Regions from separate parts of the Ovis aries genome. Here region 2 is linked to region 1. Evidence: chromatin contacts called from public Hi-C data. All regions are on one chromosome and are shown on one strand. The core of a region is the stretch at or near the end of the contact, and the rest is flanking DNA. Distances in the headings are between cores, read along the strand shown.

Region 1 (6,767 bases), core at 4,066-6,565:
CACCATCGTGGGTATGCTCTACAACCGCTCCGAGACCGTAACCTTCGCTAAAGTCAAGCAGGGTGTCCAGGACATGATGCGCAAGTGAGTGGGGTGGGCCAGGGCCTCGTCCTGCTCTTGACATCTGTGTGCCCTCTTGCCCCGGCTTTCTGACGCCTGCACCTTCTTCCCGCAGACGCTTTGAGGAGCGCAATGTGGGCCAGATCAAAACTGTGTACCCCGGCTCCTACCACTTCCGCCAGGAGCGCTTCGTCCCCACTTTCAAGGATGGCATCAAAAGGTCCGATTACCAGCTCACCATTGAGCCGCTGCTGGACCAGCGTGAGTGTACCAGGCCTTGGGTTCCTGCCTGGGACGCTGCCCAGTTTGAGCATGGGTGTGAGGTGGCAGGCACTGGGCCTCATCTGAGACCCACAGGTGTGGGCTGGGTGACTGGGTAGGCCTGGCCCCGGGGCTCAGGCCCTGACTCTTCTTGCAGAGGCTGGCAGTGCGGCCCCCCAGCTCACGGCGTCACGCCTGCTGCAGCGGCGCCAGGTCTTCAGCCAGAACCTGGTGGCCCGAGTCCGGGAGCATCACAGGGTGAGCAGGTACCCCAGCTTCCGTGCTTAGTTATCCCTGCTGTTGTGGTCCCATCGGATCCACAGGAAATGGGCTCCTCCCAAGGCTGAATCCTAGAGTTCTTCTAACTGCTCTGCTTGGCCATCTTCTACACGTGGGTGGCTGTAGGGCTGGGCAAACTGGGAACTGAGGGTTGCAGCCTCTGGCCCCCAGAGGCTTGGGAAGAGTCCCATAGATGATTCTGGGTGCTCTTTGCTTTGCCCCCAGCCCAGCTGAGCCCCTGCGGCTCAGAGGTGAAGTAACTTGCCCATTGCTCAGCTGGGACAGGAACTGGGCAGATGTGCCCAGGGTCACCGGGTGCCCTTCTCACATAGGCCTTCCTGGCCTCCCTGAACCCTCCGATGGAAGTGCCAGAGGACCAGCTGACACGCTGGCACCCCCGCTTCAATGTGGATGGGGTGCCTGACATCGAGCCGGCCGAGCTGCCCCAGCCGCCCGCTGTGGAGAAGCTGACCACCGCCCAGGAAGTCCTGGCCCGTGCCCGTAGCCTGATGTCACCCAGGGTAAGGCTGGGGTGGAACGGCCTGACCCCCATGTTGGTGTCTGACAGGTTCCCCCTTTGGCCACGGGCCTCAGCATGGGTGGACATGCCCTTCCCACCGTGGAGTACCACCCACCGGCAGGCACTGCCCTGGGCAGGCGAGCATGGGCCCTGGATGTGCTGGAATGAACCTGGGCTCGATACAGGGCTCCTGGGGGCTCCCCTGCAGCTGGACGGGGGAGGCTTCCCCTGACCTCTCCCTTCTTACCTGTCCCAGATGGAGAAGGCCCTGAGTGACCTGGCCCAGCGCACAGCCGAGCCTAGGAGCCCCAGGTCCCCCAGCCTGGCACAGCCAGCCACTCCACCTGCTGCCCCACCTTCTGCCCTGAAGGGGGTGTCCCAGGCCCTGCTGGAGCGAGTGAGTGTTCATCGTCTCCATGGTGTGTGTGTGTGTGGGGGTGTGTGTGTGTGTAAGAGAGAGACAGGCCCCTGAGCACTGATGCCCACCACAGATCCGGGCCAAAGAGGCGCAGAAGCAGCTGGCACAGATGACACGGCGCCCGGAGCAGGAGCAGCGGCTGCAGCGGCTTGAGCGGCTGCCTGAACTGGCTCGGGTGCTGCGCGGCGTGTTTGTGTCAGAGCGCAAGCCGGCGCTTACCATGGAGGTGGCCTGTGCCAGGATGGTGGGCAGCTACCGAGCAGCCATGAGCCCCGGTGAGTGCGGAGTGAGGGTGGGCACCGTACACCTGGGCTCACCTCCTGAGGCCCCATGGGACTTGCCTGTTCTCTCAAGGCAGGGCAGCCCATGGTGGGGTCTCCGTGGGAGTGTGAGCTGCTGGGCGAGGCTGCGAGGTCGCTGCGGCATCTTTTCCTGTCTTGTTATGGGAGGCTCGACAGGGTCCTGGTGCCCAGCCTCACACTCCCCTCTCTGCAGGGGAGATGGAGAAGCACCTGCAGCTCCTCTCTGAGCTGCTGCCTGACTGGCTCAGTCTCCACCGCATCCGCACGGACACCTACGTCAAGCTGGACAAGGCCGCCGACCTGGCAGGTGTCATGGAACAGCTGGCCCGCCTGGCCCGTGCAGAGGAGACCCTGTGAGCCTGGTGGACATGTGCTGGGCGTCTTACTCCCTTTCAGAAAATGATGCACTTTGCTCTCCCTGTCCTGAGTCTCATGAGGGCCAGGCTGGCCTGGGCTTGGGCTGCTGAGCTAGAGGGTCTCTGGTGGAGGCCCCCTGCTTTGTATACAGGATGCAGGGAAAAGGGGGGGTGGGGGAGGGTAGCGTGATGGCCAGAGTTACCCTCTCTGGGACCCACAGGGGCTCCTGGAGGACCCGGTATCACACATGTTCCCCACAGAGGCAGGCTGATGGAGAATCTGAGATTGAGTCTCCCTGGAGGCTCCAGGAGGAAGCAGCCATGCCCACCCACTCCCTGGATCTTGTATTTGGTCTCTAGACTGTCAGATAAAGTTGTTGGAAGTCAGCATGTTTGTGTGATGAGTTACAGCAACAGGGGAAGGCAAGTTGGGGTGCCCCTGTGCGTGCAGACAGCTCACGGGTCTTGAGAACCACCGAACACTAACATCAGAAAGTGCCCGGCCTGCCTAGTGGGCCCTTTCACCCTGTCAGTGGGAAGGAGACTGCTCTAGAAAGTTGTTTATTCTCATTCCATTGTCAACCAGCTGGCAGCTCCAGGCCATGGGGCTTCCAGAGCCTCAGCAGGGCCTCAGAGGCAGCCCCACCCTGAAGAAAGTCACTCAGTCACAGACACAGAGCAAGTCCAGGTGGGCAGCCAGTGCCCCCTGGTGGCCACTGGGGGTTCCTGCATCTGCCCATGCTGGTCCTCTCTTCCAGGTGGCTTGGGGCTGGGGTCACTCGTACTGCAGGAGGGAGAAGAAGGGCACAGCCCCCAGCTTCTCCCTGCCCTTCAGTGAGGTCAGCTCCACCAGGCTTACACACTCCAGCACCTCAGCCTGCAGCTGGCCCAGCAACTCACAGGCTGCGCACATGGTTCCTGGTGGGGGAAGAAAGGGACCATGGAGACAGCCCCTAGGAAACGAGCTGAAGCCTGTTCCTACCCTGCACCAGGCCCGCTCTGCTGGGGAAAGACCCTCACCACCAGTGGCAAGCAGATCGTCTACAACCACCACCTTCTGCCCTGGTTCCAGGGCATCTCTCTGGATCTCCAGTTCAGCCTGCAAAGAAAAGTAGACGTGACCTACAAGTGTCCCCAGAAAACGGCCTTGGTACACAGAGCTGGGGGACTAACAAGGGCCACCTCCTAGGCCCAGTTCTAACCCACCCTGTCTCCTGGCTGTGTCAGCCTGGCCCAGCTCCTCAGCCTCTCTGAGCTCCCATGTCCACTCCGACCATGGGGGCTCCACTGGAGCCCACAGCTTTCCTTTTGGGAATGCACAGTCCACAGAGGCACCCCCCGGCCTTCTCACCTTCCCGTATTCCAACGCATACGAGGTACACACGGTGGGGCCCGGCAGCTTCCCTCGCTTGCGGATGAGAATGCAGCCCAAGCCCAGCTCCTGGGCCAGGGACGGACCAAACAGGAAACCGCGTGAGTCTAGGCCTGTCGGCGAGACCTGGGGTGTTGGGGGAGGCCGTGTACAACAGCAGCATTGGGTACCCGCAGTTAGGGCTGGACAGTGACACGTAACCATCGTGACACAGGACACATGGCCTCGTGGGCTCCAGGTGAGAGGCCAACAACACCCATCCACTTTGGGATGTTGACAGACTCCCCTATCATCCCAGGACTCCTGTGTGCTGGAGAGCAAGAGGTCAGGAGCTGGGCAGGGGCCACTCCACACAGTGGTGGAAATAGCCTGGTGGCCTGGGGTAAGTCACCTGACCTCTCCAAAATTCGGCTGCTCACCACTGGCTGGTGGTACCTGAAATGCCCTTTGCAGATGGCTCAGCATCTGCCCTGGGAACTTCAAGTCCAGAAGGAGAGGCTGTGACAGCACCGGCCACCTCGGGGACGGACTGAGCCCTTCTGGAGGAGCTCAGGGTCTCCTCCTTACCTGGGAGTTTTGGCTAGGGAGGGAGGCTTCTGAAGGAAAGACCACCTCTGCTAGCCAGAGCCCCTCCCATTTCCTAGGCCCAGCAGTGGCCCCTCAGGGTATTCAGGAGTCAAGAGAGGGTCAGAGATGGGGCTCTCGAGACACATGACCTGACAGGGTCTTCTCGGATCTGCTGCTGCTGCTAAGTCGCTTCAGTCGTGTCCGACTCTGAGACCCCATAGACGGCAGCCCACTAGGCTCACCCGTCTCTGGGATTCTCCAGGCAAGAACACTGGAGTGGGTTGCCATTTCCTTCTCCAATGAGTGAAAGTGAAAGTGAAGTTGCTCAGACGTGTCCGGCTCTTCCCAATCCCATGGACTGCAGCCTACCAGGCTCCTCCACCCATGGGTTGCCATTGCCTTCTCCCTCGGATCTTCTGGGTTTTCCTAAAACCCTCCACTGGGTACAAGGCCTGGCACAGAGCAGGTGCTCTATAGGCAGCAGCAGAACAAGCAAGCATGTTTGGCCCTGGGGAAAGTCAGCCTGGGAGCCCCATCTGTCCAGGGCTGGGGCAGGAAACTGGGGTGCCAGTCCTCAGCCCGCCGCCGGCAGCCACCGAAGAAGCCGCCCAGGCTGAAGGGGTCTATTGCCCCACTTTGGATTAAGTGGGGGTAGGGCAACGGGTCTGTTCTTACAACTTCACTGGGGGTGTCCGGTAGGTCCCCCCCACCCCCCCACCCCCGCCAAAGCCCTCTCCCAAGCAGAATGCGGCCGCCCTCCCTAAGCCTGCCCTGCCCAGAGTAACACCGCGCCCTCGTGGCGGACACGCGGAGCCTCGGGGAGGGTCCGGGGACCCAGCGGACGCCCGCCGCTCCACTTGCCCGCGATGTAGTCGATCCTGCCGCCGTGGGCCTTTTTCAGGTGATTCGCCAGGAGGCTGATGGAGGCGCGGAAGGAGGTGGGGTCCTTCAGGACGGGCGAAATGTCCCTGGCACGCGAGGACAGGCCTGGTGACTGCCGGACCCACGCAGAGGCCACCGCGTCCCGACAGCCCTGGCCGCGCGGCCCCGTCAGTCCCTCCCGTCGCCCGTTACCTGAACAGCACGCCCGGGATGGGGAAGTCGGGGAAACTGCGGATGCGCCGCGCCACCAGCTGCAGCTCAGAATCCGCCATCGCCACTTCCGCGCGTGTCGCGGGCACGAGGGGCCGGCTCGGCGGCTCCGCGCCTGCGCCGAGTGGGAGCGGAGCCCAGGGGGCGGGGCCGGACGCCAGGGGCAGGCTCAGCGCTCCGCTCCGGCGCGGGAGGGGGTCGGGGGCGGGGCCCCAAGGAGCGGGGCCACCTCCTCCTGCAGGAGGTACCGTATTTCATCGAGTCTTATGTACGGTCGGTTTTAAGACGCTCGCCTGTTTCTGGTGCCCAGAACACAGGAGTCCCCGCCTCGAGGACGTTTGCGCAGGGCCCAGATGTGAGTCTGGGTTGATGGAGTACAGCGTCTACGCAGGCCCAACCAGAGTTTCGGGGAAATACTCGCCCGACTTCGGCCGAGCCGAGTGCCCGCAGGTCTTCGGCACAGCTGTGGCCAGGACCCCACGCCTTGGGCGGAGCGCACCGACCGGCCTCGCCCACTCTCTCTCCCTCCCAGTGAGTCTTGGCTGAGCTCTGGCAGCACCGTACGAGGGGGCCTTTCCCCCAGGACCCCCATCCCCACCAGCCCCCGGTGCCTAAGGACCGGAGCAAGAAGGGGTTCGGAGCAGGGCCTGAAGGGGAGCAGTTCAGAAGACTCAGGGCTGAGGGAGAGGAGAGCCAGAGGTGAAAGCCCAGGCATTTGGCCCATTCCAGCCCCGACCATGGCACCCAGGGGGCAACCTCCCCTAAACAGAATTTGTTTTTTAAAAAAGCTAAATGCCTGTTACTTTATTCTAAACCCGTTTTCTTCACCATTCCACAAGTCTTAACAGTAGAGTTGGCAGGGCAGTCTGCAGAGCGGAAACCACCCGATGGGAGCAGCCCACAGGCCTCTGTACGGTGGGTCCCCTGGAAGCTATGCACAGGCTGGCTCAGGCTTATCTTCAAGCTTTGCCACCCTGGACTCCACAAAGGGAGGGCAGGCAGGGAACCTCTGAGGCACAGACAAACCCGAGTGTCTAAGATGTCTAAGGGAGGTGCTGGCATCAGCACTCCCCACTGGACTAGCGAGGCTCTGGGTCAGAAAGGCCCTTGGCCGCCCCCATCGTGTTCACACCACACCCCTGCACCATGGGGGTGGGGTACGCGGGGGAGGTGCTGGGGGAAGCCCTGTGCACAGCGCCAAGGGGCAACACAGGATGGGCAGGCAGCCTCAACACCAGGACCACAGTCCTCAAGGGGATACATCTCCGCCTCTGGGCCCGGGGACAGAACTCAGGCCCTAGACGAGGCAGCCATGAGGTAGCTGGAGCAGGGTGGGAAGATGAGGCGAGTAGCCTCCCGTTCAGGGGCCGCTGTGGGCCCCAGGCAGCAGTCAGGTGGCCCAGGACGGCTGGTGAAAGACTCCAGGGCTGGGCTCAGGCAGGTCCCGCTGCTGGCTACAGGCGACGTCTGTCTGGCAGGCAGGCAGGGCAGAGGAAGTTGGTGCTCTTCCAGCCGAGGTCTCTGAGGCCAGAGCTTTCCT
Region 2 (6,920 bases), core at 4,363-6,862, 240 kb after region 1:
TGGTTTTCCCATATGGTTTTTCCAGTAGTCGTGTATGGATGTGACAGTGGACTGCAAAGAAGGCTGAGCACTGAAGAACTGATGCTGTCAAATGGTGGTGCTGGAGGAGACTCTTGAGAGTCCCTGGACTGCAAGGAGAGAAAACCAGTCAATCCTAAAGGAAATCAACCCTGAATATTCATTGTAAGGACTAATGCTGAAGCTCCAATACTTTGGTCACCTGATGCAAAGAGCCCACTTGTTGGAAATGACCCTGATGCTAGGAAGGATTGAATGCAAAAGAAGGGGGCGACAGAGGATGAGATGGTTAGATGGCATCACCAACTCAATGGACATGAATCTGAGCAAACTCCAGGAGATAGTGGAGGACAGGGAAGCCTGGCATGCTGCAGTCCATGGGACCCCACAGACTTGGACAGGACTTAAATTTGGAAAACTTAGCAGTGGCCACAGGACTGGAAAAGGTCAGTTTTCATTCCAATCCCAAAGAAAGGCAATGCCAAAGAATGCTCAAACTACCACACGATTGCACTCATCTCACATGCTAGTAAAGTAATGCTCAAAATTCTCCAAGCCAGGCTTCAGCAAATGAACCATGAACTTCCTGATGGTCAAGCTGATTTTAGAAAAGGCAGAGGAACCAGAGATCAAATTGCCAACATCCGCTGGTTCATGAAAAAAGCAAGAGAGTTCCAGAAAAACATCTATTTCTGCTTCATTGACTATGCCAAAGCCTTTACCTGTGTGGATCACAATAAACTGTGGAAAATTCTGAGAGAGATGGGAATACCAGAACACCTGCCTACCTCTTGAGAAATCTGTATGCAGGTCAGGAAACAACAGTTAGAACTGGACATAGAACAACAGACTGGTTCCAAATAGGAAAAGGAGTACGTCAAGGCTGTATATTGTCACCCTGCTTGTTTAACTTCTATGCAGAGTACATCATGAGAAACGCTGGACTGGAAGAAACACAAGCTGGAATCAAGATTGCCGGGAGAAATATCAATCACCTCAGATATGCAGATGACACCACCCTTATGGCAGAAAGTGAAGAGGAACTAAAAAGCCTCTTGATGAAAGTGAAAGAAGAGAGTGAAAAAGTTGGCTTAAGGCTCAACACGCAGAAGAGGAAGATCATGGCATCCAGTCCCATCACTTCATGGGAAATGGATGGGGAAACAGTGGAAACAGTGTCAGACTTTATTTTGGGGGGCTCCCAAATCACTGCAGATGGTGACTGCAGCCATGAAATTAAAAGATGCTTACTCCTTGGAAGAAAATTTATGACCAACCTAGATAGCATACTGAAAAGCAGAGACATTACTTTGCCGACTAAGGTCCGTCTAGTCAAGGCTATGGTTTTTCCAGTAGTCATGTATGGATGTGAGAGTTGGACTGTGAAGAAGGCTGAGTGCCAAAGAATTGATGCTTTTGAACTGTGGTGTTGGAGAAGACTCTTGAAACTCCCTTGGACGGCAAGGAGATCCAACCAGTCCATTCTGATCAGCCCTGGGATTTCTTTGGAAGGAATGATGCTAAAGCTGAAACTCCAGTACTTTGGCCACCTCATGTGAAGAGCTGACTCATTGGAAAAGACTCTGATGCTGGGAGGGATTGGGGGCAGGAGGAGAAGGGGACAACAGAGGATGAGATGGCTGGATGGCATCACCGACTCGATGGACGTGAGTCTGAATGAACTCCGGGAGTTGGTGATGGACAGGGAGGCCTGGCGTGCTGCGATTCATGGGGTCGCAAAGAGTCGGACACGACTGAGCAACTGAACTGAACTGAACTAGTGACTAAACAACAACATCCCCCCGGTTTCTTCCAGACGAGGACCCTCTCCAACCCAGGCTGGCCCCAGGTGCACATGACATGCACAGGACGTGGCTTGTGAGGGCTGTGACATGACGTGCGTGCAGGACACAGGCTCACTGAGGCCTCTGAGTGAGCAGGACAGAGGAGTGCACTCCTGCCCTGGAGTCTGAGGGTGCAGGGGTGCCCTGGCCCTGCCCACTTGGTCAAGGTTTTTACTGGAGTGGGTTTTTCCATGAGAGCCACCCTCTGGGGGTGCCAGTTATGTTTACGAATTGCTTTCAAGCTTGACCATTTGAGCCCAGAGACCTCTGTTCTCTGGCCTGTCCTGCACTGCGTCAGTGTGGCCGGGCCTGCTGCCCTGGACCTTGCAGGTCCTTGCTGTGGCCTGAGGCTCAGGCTGGCCTCAGGAGCTTGGGATTCTGGCGGGGCAGCCTGGCTCGGTCCTTGAAGATGCCACTTGGCAGAGGCCATGCCCCCCAGACTCAAGGCCGGCCCCTTCAGGGAGGACCAGACAACCGCCTCCACCTTACCTGGAGCCACACTGCCCTCTGCTGGTGTTTCTGGGCATAGCAGGGATAGATAGAGGAGGGATCCCTGCTCTCCTCGTGCTCTAGTACCTGCTGGGACCCTTCATCCCTTGTGTCAGGGCTGCTGGGCAGGAAGGACCCTGGTCCCAGAAGCTGGGGGGTGGGGGGTTGGGGCGGGGGTAATTTGAAACTCAGAGACAGCCCTGGAGATGGCTGGGACAGAGCCTGCTGCCCCAGGGCCTCTAGCCCGGCTCCCATTTTCTCAGGGCTGTAGGGCCAGTGGGAGCTGCCAGTACCCCCAGCTCCTGCTCTGTCTTCTGTCTCTGTCCAATTTGTTTGTCCAAAGTCTTCTATGGACCCAAGACTTTAGAAACAGTTTGAGAATGACCATTCAATGTGTGTTTGGGAACCGTGACTGGGCTCCAGAATAGGCAAGGCCCCCCCCCCCAAACATGCCTGCGGACACTCATACCTGTGTGGTCCTGGGAGGCCATGCCTGGCTGTGGTGTGGCCGCCAGGGGGTGCGCACAGTCTGGACGGCGTAGTGACACCCTGCGCTCCCCACGCTCCAGCCCACCCCGCTGTCATCTCTGACCCTGGGCCCCATTTAAGGGACAGGAAGCCCACTGCAGGGCCCCACTGCTGTATCCTGGCCGTGGCAGCGGTTCAGGGCCCTCCCAGATCTGCCCCACTGTTTGCCTGGCTCCACTGAAGACCGCCCCCCGCCTCCCGCAACACTCATGCTGCCTCACCACATTGGGATCTGTTGGTGCCTAACTTCCTAGGGAGGGCAGCCTTGTGACAGCTGATGCCCCAGAGCCTGGAAGGGGCCTGGCATGGGAAACTGCACAGTGGGAGGGTTGGGGTGGGGAGACAGGGAGGGAGGAAGAGCAGAGGGAGTGTCTGCCTCCACCCAGCCTCCAGACCAGGCTTGAACTTGAAAGGGGCGAGGACCTTGCAGCCTGTTGCCTGGGCTCCTTCCCAGACCCCACCAGGATTGGCTGTGTCACCTTGGCCTCTGGGTCCTTGCCTGGTAAAATGGGGCCCCAGAGGGGCCAGCCACGGTGGGGTGAGATCAGCGCCTGGCCCCCCCGGAGCAACACTGCCCTTGACGGTTGTTACCAACAGCTGCCCCTGGGCACCTCCACCTGGATGACCACAGGCACTCCGTTCATGTCCACAAGGAACCTGTCCTCTCCCAGGTCAGTGCCTGGTGTCCAGGTCACCTCCTTTCTGTCCAATTCTCTTGAACCCCCAGGCATTCTCCCTCCCCTCTGTGTCCCCATTCTGGACACAGAGACTGAACCCTGAGTGGGTGGGTGGGCACCGCTCTGTGCAGCCCCAGGAGCTAGTCACCTGGCCATCTGTCCCCTTGCCGCACGACCCTAGTTGACCCTCTCTTGCAGGATGGGCATGTGCACCATGGAGCCCTGGGCAGACTGGGCCGAGGGTGGGGGCATGAAGTTATCCCAGGGAGCCCAGCAAACAAATGCCCACTGAACACCAGCCGTGCGGCCCAGTTACACACCCGACTACATTGCCAGAAAGTTACTGTAAACTTAGCAGCTGAAACAACTCTATAACCTCACTGTTTTATTCTTTTACACGTAATAATAATCCTTGTTGCACTATCATTACATTATTATTGATATAACTACATAATTTTTGAAAGTTATAGGAGCTTCACTTCCCTGCTGAAAGCCTCATTGCCTCTGTTTTATCAAGAGAAAGCTGCAAATCCCTAAACAGGTGGATGAACCTCCCAAGGTTTGACCCCCCACCTCCCACACCCCCTCCCCCAAGGCTCCCCCTAGTGGAGCCTCTGCCCTCCTCCCAGTTCACAGGTGCCCAAGCCCCACCAGAATCAGGGGAGACCACCCAGGGAAGGGGGTCCCATGGGTGAGGACACCCATGCCTCAGGCCCCCCCGGCATTGACACAGGACCCCAGAGAGGGTCTGCTGGTGGTGAAGGGTTAAACCCTGGGGTTGGCAGCCTGGGGCCTGCAGAGTTGAGGAGAGGGGATGCCCAGAGGGTCAGTAGCCTTGAGTCCACTGGGAAAAAGGCCAGCTAGCCCTGGCACCCTGGGGTGGACCAGTGCTGGATAGGCCCTCGAGGCTCAGATACAAGCGGTCAGTGGAGAGAACTTCCTGTGCAAGGGCCAAAGTTGGACTGGGCCCCAGGCTCCTGCATCTCTTGGGCCACCCCCCAACCCCGGACCAGGTCCAGCTCATCCTCCCCCTGGAGCCCCCATCCCCAGAGGTTGTTGAAGAGACAGATGGCGCAGAGCAGGGATGGACTAGTGAGAGGAGAGGGTGCCTGAGGGTAATCAGGGGACTTGGGCACTCAGCGCCCCCCTTACCCCCTTCTACCTCACCTATGGGGGCAGAAACTCAAAAACATTCAGAGGGCTCCTCCATCCAGGTTTGGGGTCCCTGACCTCAGAGGCAGGATGGTGGCCTCCAGGAACTATTTAGCATCAGGGCCTCGGAGCCTGCAGATGGAAGGGACTCCCACCCTCCACCCCCACCTTGGAGCCCTGAGTGCCAGGGATACAGTCACTGCCGGAGCCCCCGCCGCACCCCGGCAGCCTGGCCTCCTTCCAAGCAGGCTACAGGCACAGATGGTGCTGCACCTGCTCAATCTAGAGAGGAGGGCAGAGGCCCCATGCCTGCTTCTGCCACGGAGACCAGCTCCCACACAGGACACTCCTCACTCCCCTGCTCGAGGTCCGCAGGGCACCCCCTACCTCCTTACCCCTTGCCCTCCCTGGTTCTGAGCGACACACCAGGAGGTAGGGGCTGGGAGGGGAGAGACAGCCTGCCCCTTCCACCCAGGCGTTTCCAACCGACGAGGAAGGAAAGGAGGCAGCAGGCAGGGCTGGGCTCTCTTTCCTGTATGCTATCCGTAGGGGGCAGCAAGGGTCAACCCGCCCTGAGGAGCTCCACCCACAGCGGGAACACTATATGAACACGGCAAAAGTGATCGGGCCCTCAAGGCGCCAAGCGCCTTGCCTTGGGACTGGAGCCTGACGGCAGTCTGGGTAAAGACATGGCCAGTGCAAAGGCCCTGAGGCAGGAGCACGAAGGTGCTCAGTGTGAGGGAGAATGTTCGCAGCCTTTCTGACAGGCATCCTCTCCACCGCCTGACCCAGAGCCCAGCTTTCGGCTCCGCCCTGGACACGTGCTGTCACTCAGCCGCAGGCCCCGCCCCGCCCCGCCCCCGCACACGTGCTGTCACTCCTTCGCCAGTACACTTGTGCTGTCACTCAGCCGGGTCCTGTCCCAGCAGAAGGCGCCGCTCCCGCTGCCCGACACTCTGCCCGCCGCCTGCTACCGGCCCATGGACGCCGCGCTCCTCCTCGCCCTCGGGCTGCTGGCCCAGGTAAGGCCGGGCGCCGCGCGGGGGTCGCTGGCCCCTGTGCTAAGCGCCGCGTCTCAGAGTGGGGCAGCCCGGCCTCCGGGACCGCTGGCTCTGGGCTCCCGTGGGCGGCTGTGAGCTGAGGGGCCCGGGGTAGGCTCTGGGTGGGGCAGCTCTGTCCAGGGCTCTGTGCCCCTGGGGGAGAGTAGTGTAACCGCCCCCAGTGGACAGGACGGGGAGCCAAGTTCAGGGACTGCCAGGAGAGAGGACCCAGAAGGCCACCCTCACGCTGGAGGTGCTGGCCTCAGCCCTAGAGTCGGGGGGTATTCAGTCTTATGGGGTGCATGGGGAGAGGGGGCATCAGGAGCACCCCTGGCTGGAAAGCCTGGAGGCCAGGTTCCGGCCATGTCGACCCCCCATGAGTTGGCAGCTGACCCGCCTAGCTGGATGGGGCAGCTCTGCCCTCCAGAAACCCATTCTCCCTGGGGAGCCCCATGCCCAGTAGAGACAGGTCCCAGCACACATAGCCTCTGCCTCCACACTTCCTGCCAGCCCCCCAACCCCCACACCCTGAGGTCTCTGCAGCCTGGGAGCCAGCAGGTGGGGGGAAGCACAGAGCCCCCACTCTGCACATGGGCACCCTTAGATTCGACCACATCCTCAAACCCCTTAGCTAATGGGCAGGCACTGGGCTGGGCCCAGGAGTGCCGTGTGTGAGCCAGTGCCATTGGTGAGGCCAGAGGGGATGGCCTCGGGCCTCTTAGACTGGACAGGTGATGATCACGGGGGCGATGAGCCATGCTTAGGACCCGTTGCTTGTTGTTACACTTCCACACCCACCAGGGCTTCCCCTCTCATCCCCACAGACCCTCCCACAGTTCCGGTGTGCCAGCTTGGGTTTCAGCCCCTGGCAGCTAAGTGCCTGTCATCTGGACCCTCCAGCGGCTGGCCCCTCAGGCCTCCAGCCCCACAGCTCCAGCCACCTCCACGCCTGCCTTTGGGCCCTTTCACTGACACCCCCACCCCCTGTAGACCATGCTCCCCACTCCCCACTGTTGTGTCTAGCTAGCTCAGAGAGGCCATGATCACCCTCTGCCCAGCACAGCCCAGCTGCCCACGACCTGCGCCCCTCAACCCCCTGCTAGGAGCTCATTGGGTGCAATGGGCTCTCTGCTCCTCCCAAGCGAGGCCCAGATGCCCCACACGCTCCAGAA

Evidence for each region. A called contact is a pair of places that touch in the nucleus more often than the background predicts.
Region 2: a Hi-C map of tail adipose tissue shows a contact between it and region 1, with 9 times the contacts expected there. The contact joins the promoter of CDH15 here to the promoter of APRT in region 1. A contact is called at or near these places in 10 of 16 Hi-C or Micro-C datasets (blood, hypothalamus, mixed tissues and 4 more).

The regions. Positions count from the first base shown.
Region 1 is chr14:13,555,431-13,562,197 of ARS-UI_Ramb_v3.0, forward strand. APRT (adenine phosphoribosyltransferase) reads right to left here and starts at 5,316. Exons shown (of 5, transcript XM_015100161.3): 1 at 5,210-5,316; 2 at 4,997-5,103; 3 at 3,548-3,681; 4 at 3,217-3,295; 5 at 2,742-3,114. The coding sequence starts at 5,289. The coding sequence ends at 2,972. GALNS (galactosamine (N-acetyl)-6-sulfatase) reads right to left here. Exons shown (of 13, transcript XM_060397911.1): 13 at 6,017-6,767. It overlaps CDT1 (chromatin licensing and DNA replication factor 1), which reads left to right. Exons shown (of 10, transcript XM_027977741.3): 4 at 1-84; 5 at 176-321; 6 at 479-579; 7 at 933-1,121; 8 at 1,377-1,517; 9 at 1,612-1,813; 10 at 2,034-2,583. The coding sequence ends at 2,197.
Region 2 is chr14:13,797,688-13,804,607 of ARS-UI_Ramb_v3.0, forward strand. CDH15 (cadherin 15) reads left to right here and starts at 5,613. Exons shown (of 12, transcript XM_060398286.1): 1 at 5,613-5,730. The coding sequence starts at 5,689.